Regions from separate parts of the Sus scrofa genome. Here regions 1 and 3 are each linked to region 2. The links are chromatin contacts, called in public Hi-C and promoter capture Hi-C maps. All regions are on one chromosome and are shown on one strand. Each heading gives the region's core, a stretch centred on a gene start, on an enhancer-like site or on the middle of the called end of the contact. The rest is flanking DNA. Distances are from core to core; before and after follow the strand shown.

The links. Promoter capture Hi-C pulls out the DNA fragments that hold promoters and counts their contacts. Hi-C and Micro-C count contacts between places; a contact is called where the count stands out from the background.
Region 1: a Hi-C map of heart right ventricle shows a contact between it and region 2, with 4 times the contacts expected there. The contact joins the enhancer-like site here to the promoter of CDH2 in region 2. A contact is called at or near these places in 1 of 5 promoter capture datasets (liver) and 4 of 47 Hi-C or Micro-C datasets (brain, embryonic fibroblasts, epiblast stem cells and 1 more).
Region 3: a promoter capture Hi-C map of liver shows a contact between it and region 2, with 2.7 times the contacts expected there. The contact joins the enhancer-like site here to the promoter of CDH2 in region 2. A contact is called at or near these places in 1 of 5 promoter capture datasets (liver) and 7 of 47 Hi-C or Micro-C datasets (embryonic fibroblasts, epiblast stem cells, fetal heart ventricle and 2 more).

Annotation. Positions count from the first base shown.
Region 1 is chr6:112,523,746-112,527,485 of Sscrofa11.1, forward strand. All of the region lies in intron 2 of CDH2 (cadherin-2), which reads right to left. Among named protein-coding and RNA genes, the nearest start is that of CDH2, 100 kb to the right of the region's middle. Within about 2 kb of position 1,841, at least 8 of the 83 cell types and tissues checked have an H3K27ac peak or open chromatin away from gene starts, as enhancers often do.
Region 2 is chr6:112,627,653-112,630,905 of Sscrofa11.1, forward strand. It overlaps CDH2 (cadherin-2), which reads right to left and starts at 1,421. Exons shown (of 16, transcript XM_021096205.1): 1 at 411-1,421. The coding sequence starts at 470. LOC110261188 (a long non-coding RNA gene) reads left to right here and starts at 793. Exons shown (of 3, transcript XR_002345075.1): 1 at 793-931; 2 at 2,095-3,253.
Region 3 is chr6:112,554,190-112,557,627 of Sscrofa11.1, forward strand. The region is part of intron 2 of CDH2 (cadherin-2); the gene reads right to left. Among named protein-coding and RNA genes, the nearest start is that of CDH2, 73 kb to the right of the region's middle. Within about 2 kb of position 1,357, at least 7 of the 83 cell types and tissues checked have an H3K27ac peak or open chromatin away from gene starts, as enhancers often do. A contact at or near this core is called in liver, where this site is marked.

The DNA of each region.
Region 1 (3,740 bases), core at 591-3,090, 100 kb before region 2:
GGCTCGGACCCTACATACCCTACATCGCTGTGGCTGTGGTGTAGGCCGGCAGTTGTAGCTTGGATTCGACCCCTAGCCTGGGAACTTCCATATGCTGCACGGGTGGCCCTAAAAAGCAAAAAAAAAAAAAAAAAAATTTCAAGGAACATTTTAAAATCATAAGGAATCCCTCAAAAATGAACAGTTTTTAAAATTTTTAACAAACTAGATGTGATATTTTATCTGCTATGGGTTTTCTGTTTTGTTTTTTTTTTTTTTGCAAGTTGCACTATTACAAATTTTACTTCTTAGATTATCCTAGAGAAGTAAATTTTTTCTATTATATGAGAAAAGCACAACATTAATTGTATTATTTCACCTATCTTGTGTAACAATGCTTCCTGGGGAAAATACCATCTGGCTGCATAAGACTTTCCTGAATAATGATTACACTGCATTTGTAAAATTAATTATTTTCTATGCTACGAGCATCAGCACATGTCAGCATGGTTAAATGGTTAGCTTAGTGGCTATGGAACTAAGCCACATATATTTTAACATATAGAGTAATGAAATACATGTGAATAATGTTTGCCAAAAGTGAAACATTTCAGAATAGGGTATTTCATTCATTTCAGTCATTTAGAATATGGTATTTCAATAAGGTATATTGAAGGTATATTGAAATGCCGCATAGCACATGCAGGTCAGAAAGTGAAAGGTTAGTATTTTCTTCACTTCCATCCCTTAAATAGCATCTTTTTCTATATCAGTTCCTCACATTATATCAGGTTCAAAATTAAGTTCATAGCTTAGTAAAAAAAAAATCTTGTTATGAACTATTCATAGGCCTATTATAACCGAGTGACTGATCCAAATATTTTCTTCTTATTATAAGGATCACAGCCACCTCAGGGTTTTTAAAAAAAGTTTTAAAAATGACAACCAATACTTTCAGGCTTGGTTACATTTCTTCTCTGGAGACTTCTTTATAACATAAGTTGATTTGGACTAGCCAAAGTGGATCCACTTCCTATTAAGCATTTTGCCACATTAAAGATTTTAAAGGCATCCCCACCTAGAAATTAATCTCCATTTCACCTACAAACTGTTCAAAGATTCACAAAGCAATTCTGATCATTTCATTAATCCTATTTTATATTCGATTATAAAATGGGTACATTACACGTGTTGTTTTATGACCACACAGCTGTTTCTTAAATGGTTGTTTTCTTAATTGTACTTGAGTTTAGTTTCCTGAATCTAATGAAAACACACTTTTAAAAAATGCTTCATTATTTAGGACACAGGGGGAAAAGCACAGGAAAAATACCATCAATACCCATAGATGAGTGTGTGTCTTAAGGGGAGTATTTCAGCACTGGCAGAGGGTTGGTTTGCACCACTTCAAAGGTTCTTTCCTACTCTGGTCTATGACCACAGGAGTAGGGTTTGTTGTTCTTCACAGTGGCCTAAAATAAAGGGCTCTAAAAATACTTCGGAGCAGCCTAAAAGCAAGTAACAATTTATGCCAACCCGAGCAGAAAAGAATGCTGATATGAAATTTCCTGCCCATGAACTTCCTAGGGGAGAAGTCCTAGAAGACACGTGTGTTGTTGGTGATCTTTTAGCCAAGCCAGTGTTTCAATTAGCTCCTGGAGACACAGATAGTATAATTAAGTCACTAAAGATAACATCCCCCAAGAAACTCATTTTCAGCATCAGGACAAAGCCTCCAGCAGTACCTTGCCTACATTTCATGTTTTATCGTCCCTGTCCACCTCTGCTAGAGGTGCTTGCTAAGGAACAGACAAAGAGGCCAAAGTCACAGGATGGGCAGAAGACCAAGAATGCGAAAAGAAAGGGCATTGTTCCAACAGAAACCTAGGTAATCTACAGTTTAAGCACAAGCACTATCGCACCAGGACAGAACCACACTGACCTGAGTAGAAAACAGCAAGGGAAAAAACAAAAAAACTATTTTAAAAATCTTTCAAACACAGCTAAAGGATCATGAATTATTAAGAGCTGGAAAAGACCTTAAAGACCATTTTATGGCAGGGGAAACTAAGACCCTAGAGATAAGTAACTCACTCAAGGTCACGAAGCTGGTTAGCTGCTGAACAAGAACCAGAACCTCATTTTCAGGCCAGGGTTTACTCACCAAATCCCCACTTTCCTGAAGCTTGATTTCCATACATTCTCTCATTCCTCAAAGGTATGATAAATTTTAAGGCTGAGTGAAAATACACATACACACACTACCGTCTAATGAATTAAACCATGATTTTCCTGAAGGGCAAATAGAAACAGCCACGGATATCACAAGGCGGGGGAGGGGAGAGCAGGGGGCAGAGGTGTGGGGTGGAGGTGGGTGGATCATTCTCCTAAATTCAGTATTTGGAGAGCATACTAGCTTGGCTCTATGATCAACTCCTCCCATTCACATTTGGGGGGCGGGAGGGTGAAAAGATACATATTTTGGTTTATTTAGTTTCCCATCTGCCTCGCAGAGTTCACCAGAGAGCAATTTTGCAGCGTTGAGAGAGCTGTCTCCAGCTGGGTTCACACATAATCTGCGGCCTGTCCTGGGTAGCCAGTAAGCAAATCAGCCATGAAGACTTTTGCCTGACAAATTCAAGCTACCAAATACCAATGGTACATGACTCCGTGTGCTAGCAGCTAGCATAAATGAATCCTAATTATTTGCTTCTCTGTATTATACCTATTAGCCTCTGAGTTTTTACGAATATCACTCAAAGGCAGGGCTCGCCGTTTTTATGCTGCCTGACAACTAGCAAGCACTATTAAAGACAGAATTCAACCCCTTACTCAGAATTCTAGGGACATCAAGGGGGTAGGTTCATCAAGAGCCACTGAGCTCAAACACAATAGGAAAGGACTTTGATGTTTCCTTAGCTGTTGTTTCTTTCTTTTGTTTTCAAGGGGGATTCAAGAGTACCAAACGGTAACAGCAAGAATCACCAACACTTCAAGGCTTGCTTTTTGTGTCGTCAAGCATCTGAGAAATGGCCAGAGATCTCCCTGTTACCTGGTTTCTCCAAGATACTACCAACATGTTTCACAGAGAAGGAAGGATACTGGGAGGCAATGGAGGGTGCGTACACACCCCCCCATCATCATAATCATCACTGTCAACATATCTAAGCTTCAGGCCACACTTACTAGGTCACTGGCCAACTAAACAATTGTTTGTTCCATTTTGGCCTGATCCTTCCACCTCATCCAGCCTCATCCATCCACCACCTCATCCAAACTTCAAACTGGGATGAACCTAGCAAAGCACCATCTCTCACTCAGATGTAGGAAGCTGAGTTTCGGGGTCGGGGGGGGGTGGAATCTGACAGCTATGTTATCTCCTCCACTGCATGCTCTGAGTCCTAACTGGGTAACCAGAAGCTATGAATTTTTTTGGTAACACCTTTTTCTCCCCTTTCCTCAGGGATCATATTGGGGGCATCATTCCTGTGTCCTAGCTCTTCTTACTGATCTTTGAATGATTCCAGGCACTATAGAATGGTATCAAAAACCACTCCCTCCTGGGGATTCCTAGATCTGGACCTATTTGCCCATGCTTGACCTCCATCTGCAGAAAACCATGTTCAGTGATGTGCTTAGTGACTGGCATTGTCATGTTCACATTCATCTCAGTGGGAGGCAACTCCCTACTGAATCTAGTCCTATACTTGCTATTCCTTTTTCCCAGCTCTGGGGTCCTAGTAATCCTTGAATCCCTCCTG
Region 2 (3,253 bases), core at 171-2,670:
TGCAAACTCGCGACCTATCCCTGCAGAAATAAACAAAAAAATTGGAGCAAAGTGCAAGGCGAGGGGCGAGAAGCTTAGGAAACTGCAAAACCAGAGCCCTATCCTACCTCAGTCTTCTACTGCCTAGAAACACCCGCCGCGAGCTCGCCCGACCCCGCTGGAGGAGCAGAGGGGGCCCCGGATTAGCCTCTTTGCGACCCGCCAAGAGTGGCGCGGGAGACTGGTTGGCCCCAGCAGCCCTGTCCCTGCGCACGGCCCAAGCCTCGTGTCTGCGCAGCAACCGTCCGCGCGGTGCGGCACCTCCCTTCCCGGGTGCGCAGCCCGGCCCCGCAGCGGCGCGGGGAACAAAGGGACCCGGCGCTGCCTGCCCCACCCCGCCCGCAGCCCGGCCCGCGGGGACCGCTGCGTACCTGAAGCAGAGCCGCCAGGAGCGGCAGCAGGGTCCGCGGCGCTCCCAGTATCCGGCACATGGAGGCGGAGAGGGGCCGAGCGAGGAGCCGGAGGCGTCGGCGGCAGCAGCGGCAGCACCAACAGCGGCGCGGAGAGACGGCTCCAGGCAGTTTCCACCCCCTTCCCTTCCCCTCCCCACCCCACCCCCTTCGCCGCCGCTCTCTGCTCCCCGCCAATGGAGAGAGAGCTGATGACAAATAGCGGGCCGCGGAGTCGGGACTCGCACCACGAGTAATAAAACAGACCTAGAGATCAAGGAGCTGGGGAGGGGCGGGAGAGAAGGCGGGCGTGCGCGTGAGTGCGTGTGTGTGTGTGTGTGTGTGTGTGTGTGTGTGGCCGCGGTGGCAGCGCAGGCGGCTCTGCTCTGGCCCAAAGCGCAGCGGAAGCCAGGAGGGATGCAGGCGGCGGAGACCTTGGCCAGTGGAGGATGCGGAGGTGGAAGTGGAGCGGCTGGCGCTCCCCAGGAGCTCCGCAACGCGAGGTTTCGGGCTCGGGTTTTGCTTCCTCCGGGTCCCTTCTCCAGGGCCGCTCTGCAAGATGAAGACGCGGGCGAGAGCGCCGCGGGGAGGGCGCTCTGGGCCGCGCGCGCTGCGCCCACAAAGGGCAGCAGTCCCGCCGCCTGGCTCCTCTGCTGCGTGGGAGGCAAGGACCGCTTCTCCGCTCCCCTTTCCGGTCCCCCTGAGAGTTGGAGACTATTCTCCGGCCTCTGCCGCGCGGGAGTGAGGCCAGGGGCCCGCCCGGCCGCTCCCGCCGCGGCTCCGTCCCGCGCAGCTGCCGCTACGGCCGCCCCTGCTGCCCGCGCGCCGGCACCCGCCCGCGGGTCCTCGCCCCTTTCGGCTCACTCGCGCGCGCCGCCCCCACCCCCCGCCGCCGCCCGCGCGCCCCTCTCGGCCTCCGCGAGCGCGACTAGGGTGAGCCGCCGCCACCGCTCTCCCCGCGCGCTGCCCGGCTGCGCAGCCAGCTCCCCGCTCCGATCCCCTCCCGCTGCCGCCGCCCTCGCCCCCGCCTCCCTCCTCCGCCGCGGAGCTTCCCCGCCCGCGTCGTGGCCAATCGGAGGCCACCAAGCTGCGGCGGTAGCCGGCGGGATCCGCGGCAGCCGCCCGCCCCCGCCCCACCGAAGCGCCCCATTTTTGCTGCAGCCCGAGGGGGGCCGCGGGAGGGAAACCTGGGGATGTGCAGAGCACTGCCCGGCAGGTGTAGGGGCTGCGGGAAAGAAAAGAACTTGCGCCGGAACTTGATCGGTGGCAGGTTCATCTTTGGACAGCGATGGGGCATCAGATAGATGTTAGGCATTGAAGGGGGAATGCTTTCTTCACAGCCTAACGCACGCTTCGCTTCCCTTTCTGTTTGGTCATTCTTTCAAGATAGACCGTTTTTCTGGGCAGGGACAGACACAGCAAACTAGCGACGCGGGCAAAGCCCATGCTGGCCATTGTTGTCTGCGGCGCTTGCCAGGAGCCACCTGCGGGCGGGCAGGGCGGAGGCCCATCGGCTTCTCTGAAGCGCTCGCACCTCTCCCTCCTTTGCGGATGTGCTGGACCAGCCCAAGTTTCTGTGTGCTTGTTTTGTTGTTATTCTTTCTGGGGGTTTGAGAGTGCGTGTTATTCTGTTTGAAACCTCCCATTTTCTGTTTCTGCTCCTTAGTGGTGCTGTTCACATTTTTTAGCAAACGGTTGAAGGGACTTTGACTCCCTCCCTACACCACCCGCAACAACGAAAGAAAGAAAAAGAAATGGGGACACAACCTAAAGGCCAGAACTTGCCGTGAAAAATAGGATTATCTAAGAGATGAAATGACTGATTCAGAGTTCAATCCAAGTAAAGGATTTTTGCTTCCTCCTTTTGAGGCACGGAACTTGGAGTGGAACACAAAAAGTGAGAGACTTTACAAGTTGGGGTCACAAGCATTTGTGGAATGGAGGGAGGGGTGAGGAGCAATTGATTTTGGCAAAGTGATAAGGTTTTATCAGAACTTTTTTTTTAGATTTTTTCAAGTAAATGAAAATATCGGTTTTTTCCTAAGGGTTTTAGCACTTCGGAGGTCATCCACCTTCTTTGCTTATTGAACTTTACTCTTCTGCTTCGGGTAACTGAAGTATTAACATTATTTGAGTTTCAGGATACTGATCATTTGAGAACTTGATAATGAATCTAAAAATCAAGTAAAAATTTATTTGATGTAAGTAATGCAGCTTTTAATGTGCTGTTGCTGGCTAGGCTTTTAAATCAGTATGCAAACGGAAGTTTATTCAATTTTAATTAAAACATAATATCGTCAGCCTTCAAAAAATGAAACTCAAAAAAAATTTTTCTGAATTTTCTTTCCAAAAGGATAAGGAAGAATATGTTAATTACATTTAAAGACAAAAGGCTCCATTTGTTCTTTTGCTTACTTCTTTGCTAGATATTGTCACACTATTGCCAATCAGCCTAAAATTTCTCCTTGCCATAGGGTATTCATAAATTCCACTTTCAATAAGTCATGCATAGTAGTAAAACATTTAGTGGCAAAATGGGGATAGTATTTGTTGTGTACCAAAGTGGGATTTATAAATCCCATCTCCATGCCTAAGAATTAAGCTTTGACCCTGGACTTGAGGCCTTAGTTGCATCCTCACCACTCCCAACAGTAGCCATTGATGTTTATTGCCATTCTGATTAATTTAAATGTAGAAGAGATTTCAACATGAATAACTATTGCTTGTTAGTATTATTTGCTTAAAGTTTTAAACCGTGTGCCCCTTACAAATTGAACTCTTATTATGACTTCAGAATCTGCTTTGGAATGCCTGTCAGTCAACTT
Region 3 (3,438 bases), core at 107-2,606, 74 kb before region 2:
TGACCCCTAGCCTGAGAACCTCCATATGCCAAGAGAACAGCCCTAAAAAGACAAAAAAAAAAAAGAAGAAGAAGAAGAAGACAAGAGAGCCAGGCTTTCTCTTCTTTTTTTAATAAATTTTATTGGGGTATAATTGATCTACAATTTTGTATTAGCTTCAGGTTTTACAGCAAAGTGAATCAGTTACGTGTGTGTATATATACACATATGTATGTGTGTGTGTGTGTGTGTGTGTTCTTTTTTCCTATATAGGTTATTACAGAACATTGAGTGGACCTCTCTGTGCCATACAGTAGGTCCTTATTAGTTATCTTTCATATATAGTAGTGTGTATATGTTAATCCCATCCTCCCAGGTTATCTCTCCTCCTCACAGTTTCCCCTTTGGTAACCTAAGTTTGATTTCTATTACCAAATCTAGAAGCCCAACAGCCTGGCCTCCCTCCCTCCCGCTGACCCAGACAGAGATGCTCAGACGTAGGGCACACACGCGCGCGTGCGCACACGCACACACACACACACCCCCCATCCCTCCACTCCACCCGGGCAAGGGAATCTCACGTTCCTTCTTTTCTCTTTGGTTTCATCTGTAATTTGAATGTTACTCAATATAACCTTGAAATAGAAGTGGCTTTCTTAAAGATTGGAAACATATGTAGTTGAGGTAATGACACTGTCCACATTCAAAAAAGAAATAACTCTTGGGCTATAATTTGTGGAAGCAGAACAAAAAATAAATCTTAGGAATCGTCTAACCAAGACCTATCGTTTTATAAATGAAGTAACTGAGGATCAGAGGGGCAGGTGTTGTTTCTTTGAAATGAAAAACACAGATGTCTGGATCCGCCTGAAACTTTTTGAGCAAGAAGAGACAAATGTAGGCAGAAAGACTACTAACCTGCAACGTCAGAAATTCAAATTCTGGTTTAAACTGTGCTATCCATTAGCATGAAGAACTTAAAAAAAAAAAAAAAAGGCATTTCCCTTCTTTAAACCTGGTTTACTAATATGCAACATGGAAAGCTTAAAACAAACTGTCTCTAAGGTTTTTTTTCCCCCAGATCTAACGTTCTACAATCTAGTTCCAAACAAAACAAGAGGAGATAAGGAGAATAAATAATAACCAGAGTAAACAGCTTAAGTGCATGTGCAGTGATTGCTTTCAAAATTTTAAGCTAACCAAGTGACACAAATGTACACTTTATAATATTTTCCTCCCTGGTCTCTCTCACAGAGACATAGTTTTAGATGTACAAAACTGGAAGGACAGTTTGACCTTAGCATTTAAGGGTAGCAGACAATGACCCTGACAAACAATTAGCTGACAAGAGTTAGATATATTTAGCATTTAAGAAATGTACTATCAGTACACTCAAAGTATTTGGAGCCTTTCGTCATCAGGAGATAGAACACGAATCATGTCTGTGTTACTACCCGGCCACTCATCAAATCTCTTCCACTATGAATGCAAGACGCTGTGTCTCTGGAGCTGGTTTGTTTCATGTTTCAGCTCCACAGCCACAGACGAATTCACTGATCCAAAAGAAAACCTTCTGACTTTCTGCACTTGCTGTCCTCAAATGGGTTAGTGATGTCTCCGCCTGCAGAATTCCACATCCTGCTCTTAATGAGCAGAAGAGCAATGGGGGCTGTTCTCAGTAGAGACGATGCCAAATGGCCAGTGAAAAGGCCAGCTCCAAATTCCTTTGAATGAGGCACCTAGGTGACAGATTCAGCAAAAGGCTATGAAGTTCATGTAGAATTTCACTAAAGCTTCAAATGCTCTTTAATTCACCAGGCTGGTTTGAAAACAAAAAAAAAAGTTTCTTAAGAACACATTGTAGTGCTTCCTCGGTCATCTTTTAGGATCCAATAACCTTTACGTCCAAGAAGTCATGTACGTGACTTCTGATAAATGTCCTCTAATTAGTCACTTGAAATTTATTTTTAAAAGAAGAATAAAAAAGACCTCCTAGGGGCCTCTGTCTACATTCAAGTAGCAGATTTACAAACTCAAACAAGCAGATCAAAGCTCACACTCAATGACCCCTTATCTCTGCAGGCTGGCAAGCAAACAAGGCACAACCATTGAAAGGGTGTCCACTAATGCTCTTAAGAAAGAAAGTCAAAGGCAGAGAGAAAACATAGAGAAGGAAATCAAAGAGGCCAAATTTGTAGAACCACAAAAGAAAAGTTTGATACATTCATCATTTTTTGCTAAACTTTAATACTAGAAGAGTGTAAAAAGTAAACGGAAGCATTCACAGAATATGAAGACAGTTAAATATTCTTCCCACATCATATACTTTATCAGGCCTTGAGTAAAATACTGAATCTGGGTGTTAAGGTGAAAATAAACTATACAGATTCTGGAGCAGCACTGCCTGATTAAAACATTATGTGAGTCACACGTGCAATTTTAAAGTTTCCAGTATCCAGTTTTTTGTGTTTTTTTTTTAAAAGGTAAAAAAGGGAGCTCCTGTACTGGCTCAGTGGGTTAAGAACTCAACATAGTGTCCATGAGGATGCAGGCTCGATCCCTGACCTTGCTCAGTGGGTTAAGGATTCTACACTGCTGTAAGCTGCGGCATAGATCACAGATGCAGCTTGGATCTGGTGATGCTATGGCTGTGGCGTCGGCCTGAAGCTGCAGATCCAATTCGACCCCTAGCCCAGGAACTTCCATATGCCTTGGGTGCGGCTGTAAAAAGAAAAAAATTAAATAAAAAAAATTTTTAACAATGAAAAAGCAGGTGAAATTAAATTTTAACAGATTTTATTTAACCCAACATATCCATATTATCATTTTAATATGTAATCAATATTTTTTAAAAGGAGACGTTTTATATTCTTTTTTTGTACTCAATCTTCAAAAAAGTATGCCAAATTATGAATGTACAGTAGCCACATCTGTCTGCTGTCCACCATATTAAATAGAACATTTAAATACACACATAATTAATTGTCTGGAATTCAAAAGTGTCAAAATACTGTGATAAGCCAGGAGCAGAGGGAAAAAAAAGATGCAAGAAAGGCATATGTTCACCAAAGATGTGGCACAAAATTCTGGGCTGCCTGAGAAAGGAAGGCGAGACAGAGACAGATTAGGCATAAGTGAAATATGAATGACTTAAATTTAGACACCAGAGAGATCTTCGTAGCAACTGGGACTGAGACATCTCTACTGCAGGCATTTATACAAATCCTCTTCCTCAGACGACCATATCAAATGTGCATGATTTTAAAAAATAACAGAATTAGCTCTGAAAAAAAAGACGGACTATGGAATACTACCACTATACATTCCATCAAGCTCTGAATGATGACTGCTAATGTATATAAAGTTACTTCCATAAAAAGTGAAATGATTAATACAAACTCTAAGGAGACACAATGAAGATACACATTTTCCTCTGAAAAAAACCTAAAGGGGAAGTTC